Linked DNA regions of Pan troglodytes: region 1 is linked to region 2. The links are chromatin contacts, called in public HiChIP or PLAC-seq maps. All regions are on one chromosome and are shown on one strand. Each heading gives the region's core, a stretch centred on a gene start, on an enhancer-like site or on the middle of the called end of the contact. The rest is flanking DNA. Distances are from core to core; before and after follow the strand shown.

Region 1 (3,709 bases), core at 96-2,595, 160 kb after region 2:
CTGCTCGCGGTCCTTGCCTCCACCCACGCCGTCCAGCCCGGTCCATACCTGAGAGCGGCTGCCGCGGTCCGAGCTTTGCCCCACGCCAGAGTCATCGGCCTCTGCCTGCCCCGGGGCGGCCGCGGCGTCGCTGCTGTCGGCGGACACGGCTTCTGAGGTGCCCACACCCAGGCCGCTCTCAGAGGGCTCCTCGGGCCGGCCAGGCCCAGGGGCCGCGTCGCTGCTGCTCTCCACCTCGTTCTCCTCCATCTGATCGGCGGGCTGCCTGACAGCGGGGCGTAGGGTCTGGGGACTTCACTCTGAGAAGAGAGGTGACCGTGGCTGGAACAAGTGGGCCATCTCCCCAGCCCCGGCAACCACGGCCCACCCACTTGCACCCCTGCGCCCATTTTGCAGATGCGAAGATTGAGTCTCCGACGGGGCGGAGCTTCCTGGTGTATTGCGAGGGGAGCTCGGGAAAAACTTGACGGAGAAGCTGTGCTTCCCAGGCTAAGGCCCTTCCCGGGAGGGTGGTCAATGGCTGGTAATCTTGACCCTTTCCCTCGCCCCCACGATTCTCGTGGAGCGTTCCGCTCTGTGAGCCCCATCCGGGCCCAGTGGTTCAGCCCTTCGGCCCCCGCGTCCCCCCGGGTTGCAGGGTCGGTGGTACAGCCCGCTGGCCCTCTGGGTCAGTGGTTCGCTCCCCCCCCCCCCCCCGGTTCCCCTGCGGAGGGGGCTGACAGCGACGGTCTCGGGGCCTGGCGATTTGGGGCTGTCCCCGGCGCTGCCTGTGCTCCAGGCCCGACGCCATCTTGTGGTGGCGCCGGGTTTCCGCTCAGGCAAGTGCGAGAGCGACTAAAGGGCCTGGGACCCCGGGGCCCTGTTCGGACAGCCCCGCCGGCCTGGGACCTCGCCTCCGGGTATCCCCGCAGTGTGACCTCACTCCACGGCAGGGTACGGTGGGGCCGCCTGACTCTACCCGAAGCTCACCCGAGGCTTTCGTAGCCACGTTCCTCTCTGACTCCGGCATCGACGAGGTCGCCATCCTCTTTCCTCCGCTGCGGAGGAACCCATCGGCCTATTGTAGGCCGGAACTACTTCCCCCGCTGGCCCCGGGAAAGACACATTTTCAGTGTTCCGGAAGGTCGCTCCGAGGCCTCAAAACCATAATCGGGTCTGAACAGACTCTGGGACTTTATACGTCGCCCGGTGTTTGGCACTGAGCCCACTATGGTTTGGGGACTACTTTATCTCTTGGCGGAGTGTTACGTAGGAAGTGGTTGTGATGTCATTCTGGTCCCTTCCCTAGGCCGCAGGGTTGGGCGCGGCGAATGCGCGCCCCGCTCTCTTGGGGCGTGGCTCCCAGTGGGGGCGTGGCTCCCGGTGGGGGCGTGGCTCCCGATGGCTTGGCCGCGCCCCTCCTACAACAGCCCGGAAGAGCGTGTGGCCGCGGGCGACTTTGGCTTGGCCAAAGAGTAATTCATGTTGTCGGTCATTTTACCTGACTCATTACTTATTACTTAGCGCGCTGCTGCAACCCAATCGAGCTCTGCCCGTTAGGTTTGATGTGTTTTGTTGGGAAGGGAATGTATAATTATTGTACAGATAGGGAAACTGAGGTCTGGGTATGGGAAGGGCTGGTCCAAAATCACATCCAATAAAGGGACTCAGGAGCCAAGTACGGATGGCAGGAGTCGGGGAAATGGAAAGAAGTTAATGCCTGTCCCTTAGGTTTGTATACATATTTGTTAACATTAATAGAGCTGAGGCCGGGCGCTGTGACTCACGCCTGTAATTCCAACACTTTGGGACGCCAAGGCAGGAGAATCGCTTGATCCCAGGAGTTCCAAACCAGCCTGGGCAAAAGAGCGAGACCCCATCTCTACAAAAAAAAGAAAAAAAAAGAAAAATTAGCCAGGCATGGTGGCGCGTGCCTATAATCCCAGTTGCTCGGGAGGCTGAGGTGGGAGGATCGCTTGAGTCTGGGAGGTTGAGGCTGCAGCGAACCGTGATCACACCACTGCACTTCAGCCTGGGCGACAGAGCGAGACCCTCTTTCAAAAAATAAATAAATACAAGTCAACTACCTATCCTTTAAAAGTGGAGAAAGAAAAAAAATTTTAATTAAAAGTCAGCTGCCCTTAAGGTATGTCCTTCCTCCGGAAATGTCACCTTCTGTTTTAAGACTTTTAGCAGTTTGCAGTGGAAGAGCACAAGAGGGAGTAAGGCGCTCTGGTTTTTGTCCCTAAGTCTCTGTAGTTCCATAGGCTATTTTCCTTAATTGAAAGATACAAATTTTTGGGGAAGAAATCTCAAAAAAACCTCCTAAGCAGGCTGGGCGCGGTGGCTCACGCCTGTAATCTCAGCACTTTGGGAGGCTGAGTCGGGCGGATCACCTGAGGTTGGGAGTTTGAGACCAGCCTGATCAACATGGAGAAACCCCATCTGTACGAAAAATACAAAATTAGCTGGGCATGGTGGCGCATGCCGTAATCCCAGCTATTCAGGAGGCTGAGCCAGGACAATAGCTTGAACCCGGGAGGCAGAGGTTGCGGTGAGCCGAGATCACGCCATTGCCTTCCAGCCTGGGGAACAACAGCGGAAACTCTGTCTCAAACAAACAAACAAAAAGTCCTAAGGAGAAGACCTATTAATAAGGAGAAAAGGTCCGGGCTTGGTGGGTCACACCTGTAATAACCAGCACTTTGGGAGGCTGAGGCCGGTGGATCACTTGAGGTCAGGAGTTCGAGACCAGCCTGGCCAACATGGTGAAACTCTGTCTCTACTAAAAATACAAAATTTCACTGGGTGTGGTGGCGCGCGCCTGTAGTCCCAGCTACTCGAGAGGCTGAGGCAGGAGAATCGCTTGAACCCCAGAGGCGGAGGTTGCCGAGATTGTGCCATTGCGACAAGAGAGAAACTCCGCTTCAAAAAATAAATAAATAAATAAAAATAAAAAGGACAAAGGGTGCTTTGAGCTGTTATTTGTGTGCACTTGTGTATGAGGGGATTCATCTGGTCCTTTTCTTAGGTAAAGTTTTCTTTCCTAGGTTTCCCTTTTGGGTTGAGGGAATGGAACAGGAGGCCTCTGGATAGGTTAGGACCCTCATCCCCTATCCCTTGCAACCAGCAGGACCAGGCCCCAGAGCAGCTCTGAAGAGCTAGGTCAGCCCTGGCATGATGACATGTTGGTTTTACTATCTCCAGGCAGTTTTCCCGTGTGGACCCCATTTCTCAGCCCTACAGAAGCATCTGCCCCTCCATGCCAGTAGGGTAGTAGGGTGCATCCTACATCTGACCAAGTCACCTCTCCCAAGTTTGGGGTACTCCGAAGTAGCCCCACAGTACCCTCATTCCCTTCCCCACTAAGACTGAAGCCTCCTAGGAGGTAGAGTCTGCAGTGAACTATGAGTGCGCCACTGCACTCTGGCTTTGGTGAGAGAGTGAGACTCTGTCTATTAAAAAGAAAAAAAAAGACTCAATCTTGGCCTTTGCCACAGCGTCACAAGATTGCAGAATGTCATGGTACAGATGAAACAGACTCATCATGAAACCGAAGAGGAGCCCAAGGCCCAGAGGGGGAAAGCTAACAGCCCAAGGTCTCGGCTCCTTGGAAACAACATACCAGAACCCTTCCATCACAAAGACAAGCAGGCAAATCCTTGTATTCTGCCTGTGAATCCAGGGTTTGTTCCTCCAGAGAGTGCAGTCTAGTTCTGGTCTCAGCTTT
Region 2 (3,621 bases), core at 420-2,919:
AGCAGGCCTTACATTAAGCAGATGTTTAATGAAGTGTTACTGAGTTGGAGTGAAATGAATCAGGCAATGACCACTCTCCCTTGCTCCTGCCTCAGGCCTACCTCCTCATCGAGGAGGACATCCGGGACCTTGCGGCCAGTGATGATTACAGGTAAAACCAGTGGGTCTCCTGCCCCTTCTCCTCTCCCTGCCTCCAAATAGCCCCTAGAATGAGGCAGGGCCTACATCCTCACTTCCCCCAACTTCTCTCTTCAATGTCTGTTCCAGAGGATGCCTGGATCTGAAGCTAGAGGAATTGAAATCCTTTGTCCTACCCTCCTGGATGGTGGAGAAGATGAGAAAGTATATGGAGACACTACGGACAGAGAATGAGCATCGTGCTGTTGAAGCACCTCCACAGACCTGAGGCCGGGTCCCCTGGCCACCCTTGGCAGCCCTCCTCCAAAGCCCTCTTCCTCACGTGGCCGAGGCCACCGCTGGGACTGCTCCTAGATGGATCTCAGCGGCATTAAGCTGTGCCTGAGCGAGTTTGTAGTGACTCACTGCACAGCACCCCCAGACTAGCATGTGGTTCTATATTTGTAAAGTTATTGGGATAAGAAACAATTAAACAGTTTGTAGTAAACACAGATGGTGAACCTGCTGTGCCCTCTACCTTGTGGGAATTGACAGAACATCAAGGGCTCTAGAAGTGGGTGTAGGAAAAAAGGACGAGATAACCCTCACCCATAACAGTATAGAGCCAGGCTTGATAAGACCAACCTGGGAGCACCATGTACCCTGCCCGTCTTCCCTTTGCCCATTTGTAGTTTCCTTACCCAGCTAATGTAAGGACATGGCAGAATGCGATGGAGTTTGATGACAGATCATATGAAAAATAGAGTTGGCTTTTATTGCTCCCATTTTACAGGTTAAGATACTAAAGGACCCGCCCCAAGGTTACACACTACCCACTGGGGAGGTAGGATATACAGGATATGAACCTGTGTTGTTGGGGTTTTTGTTTGTTTGAAGACAGTCTTGCTCTGTTGCCCAGGCTAGAGTGCAGCCTCTGCCTCAAGCGATTCTCCCGCCTCAGCCTCGCCAGTAGCTGGGACTACAGGCTCGTGCCACCTCACCAGCCTTTTTTTTTTCTTTTTTTCTTTTTTTCTTTTAAGTAGAGACAGGTCTCCCTATCCTGTTGCTCAGGCTGGTCTCGAACTCCTGGGTTCAAGTGATCCTCCTGCCTGGGCCTTCCAAAGTGTTCGGGATTACAGACGTGAGCCACTGCGACCGGCCTGAACCAATGTTGCCTTTTTTTATTTCTGTCATCTCTGCGGAGATGTATGGACCTATGTTTTCTAATAGGGAGCCTGCTGCTCTGGCCATCAGCCTTTAGTTTTTCCCCTCGCTGGGATTTTCAGATACTTAGGACGCAGCAAAGGTGCCCAGGCGATTATAATGATGGGAGGGTACCAGTGCTGCAGGATTGGAGGCACTCCCTGCCCGAGGGAAATTGGATCAAGGCTGGGCGTGCCGAGTGTTCCCACGCGGAGTAAGACGTGTAGCCAGAAGGAGGGGTTCATCCCACGTGGACGTTTTCTTGGCCCTTTAATGGTTAGCGTTTTCCAAAGGCCACCAATTCGCTACGGATTCGTTAGTTAATGGCAGCATCGTCTACCAATCGGTTGTCAGAAGCGGGATCCTGCCGCCCAATAGCGGTGCGCCAGTGGGTAGGTCTAGCAGTGGCGCAGCAATAGAGCGCTCCGGAGCGTCCCATTGGCTGGATCAAACCCAAGCGAGCCATTGATTGGTCGACGCCCCCAGAGGGTTACAATTCAAACGCGGGCGGGCGGGCCCGCAGTCCTGCAGTTGCAGTCGTGTTCTCCGAGTTCCTGTCTCTCTGCCAACGCCGCCCGGATGGCTTCCCAAAACCGCGACCCAGCCGCCACTAGCGTTGCCGCCGCCCGTAAAGGAGCTGAGCCGAGCGGGGGCGCCGCCCGGGGTCCGGTGGGCAAAAGGTGAGTGATGCGGCTTACCACTCGCCGGGCCTGCCATGCCCTAGGCATTGGTACCCAGAGCAAAGATTTCTAGGACCACCCCCCGCCGCCACCTCCTGGAGCGGGAGATCTGCGGGTGCAGGAGAACACACCAGGAGCTCGGGGCCTGGCATTCCCCTGGTTATGGGTGTCGAGGGCGGAGACTTCCGGGACTCTCACCTCCTTGCGCGGATGAGATTCGAGAGATGGGGGACAGGCCAGGAGCTCAGACCGTTCTTTGAGACTCTCCCGAAGGAGAATGGGAGGGTAGGGGCGCTGCCAGACTCCTTCCCTGGTGGGCCTAGATGAAGACGCTCAAGGACCCTCGTGACTTGGCCGAGACAGGGGAAGGGAGAAGTTGAGTCGGGCAAGGAAGAGATGCTAAAGCCTGGGGAATTAAGAACATGCCAGAATCATCCCGAGGGAGTCTGGAATTAGGGAGGGTGAGGACTCGCTAGGATCGTCCTGTGGATCTGGTGAGTGTACCCTGAGCTGAGCCTGACCTTGGTGATGTGGGGAGCCTCCATGACGGCTCCCCCTGAGATTCAGGTGGGAGAAGATGCACCGTCTGGAGGCCTGGCCCATCCAGACTCCCAGGTAACCCCGAATACTCTTTTTTCAGGCTACAGCAGGAGCTGATGACCCTCATGGTGAGTGATTAAGTGCCCAGAACCCCAGCCTTCCATCCAATTTTCAGTAGCCTCCTTTCTTCCGTCAGCTTTTTTGCTAGACATAGGGGTAATGTAATTTGCTCCCTCCTGGGAAAGAAGTTCATACGCCCCACCTACACCATTTCTTCCAGCAGTCCCTCCTCCCAATTCCATCCCCCCACACGAAGTTATCTCTAGAACACTTCTCTGAAGTCATACAAGACCCTCCCTATCCAGTGTGTCCCTACTTCCTAGCCCCAACCAAGCTTTACCCACACCCAACTCCCCGCCCTTCTTGGTATTTCTAGCCTATGAATTTGGTTGCTTTATTTTGGATCAGAGTGATGAGATTAAGGGGAGGCTGGGCGCGGTAGCTCACGCCTTATAATCCCAACACTTTGGGGGGCTAAGGTGGGCGGATCACTTGAGGTCAGGAGTTCGAGACCAGCCTGGCCAACATTGCAAAACCCTGTCTCTACTAAAAATACAAAAATTATCCAGGCATGGTGGTGCATGCCTGTAATTTCAGCTACTCAGGAGGCTGAGGCACAAGAATCATTTGAACCGTGGAGACAGAGGTTGCGGTGAGCCGAGCGCACCACTGCACTCTAGCCTGGGCGACAGAGTGTGTGTGTGTGTCTGTCTCTGTCTATCTCTCTCTCTCAATCTCTCTCTCTCTCTCTCTCTATATATATATATGTAAATATATATTTTTTAGTAGAGATGGCATAACCCCATCTATATCTCATATATATACACATATATATGTGTGTGTGTGTATCATATATATGTGTGTGTATATGTATATATATATACATATATATATATATATATATATATATATAAAATTAAGGGGAAAGCTCACCCACTGACCTTTGCTATGCCCAAAAGTGTACTCCACATTCCAACAAATGTGTTTTCTCCCCAGATGTCTGGCGATAAAGGGATTTCTG

The links. HiChIP or PLAC-seq counts read pairs in DNA pulled down with a chosen protein or histone mark.
Region 1: a contact with region 2 is called in an H3K4me3 HiChIP or PLAC-seq map of stem cell-derived excitatory neurons, with 3 times the contacts expected there. The contact joins the promoter of ZNF335 here to the promoter of UBE2C in region 2. A contact is called at or near these places in 2 of 7 Hi-C or Micro-C datasets (induced pluripotent stem cells and stem cell-derived neural progenitor cells), 1 of 1 datasets of contacts at active chromatin or transcription factors (stem cell-derived excitatory neurons) and 1 of 1 other capture datasets (stem cell-derived neural stem cells).

The regions. Positions count from the first base shown.
Region 1 is chr21:52,237,757-52,241,465 of NHGRI_mPanTro3-v2.0_pri, forward strand. ZNF335 (zinc finger protein 335) reads right to left here and starts at 1,346. Exons shown (of 28, transcript XM_063802558.1): 1 at 970-1,346; 2 at 49-299. The coding sequence starts at 249. It also overlaps the pseudogene LOC742994.
Region 2 is chr21:52,078,117-52,081,737 of NHGRI_mPanTro3-v2.0_pri, forward strand. It overlaps UBE2C (ubiquitin conjugating enzyme E2 C), which reads left to right and starts at 1,670. Exons shown (of 6, transcript XM_514682.8): 1 at 1,670-2,000; 2 at 2,641-2,668; 3 at 3,597-3,621. The coding sequence starts at 1,900. DNTTIP1 (deoxynucleotidyltransferase terminal interacting protein 1) reads left to right here. Exons shown (of 13, transcript XM_016938003.3): 12 at 96-151; 13 at 268-629. The coding sequence ends at 406.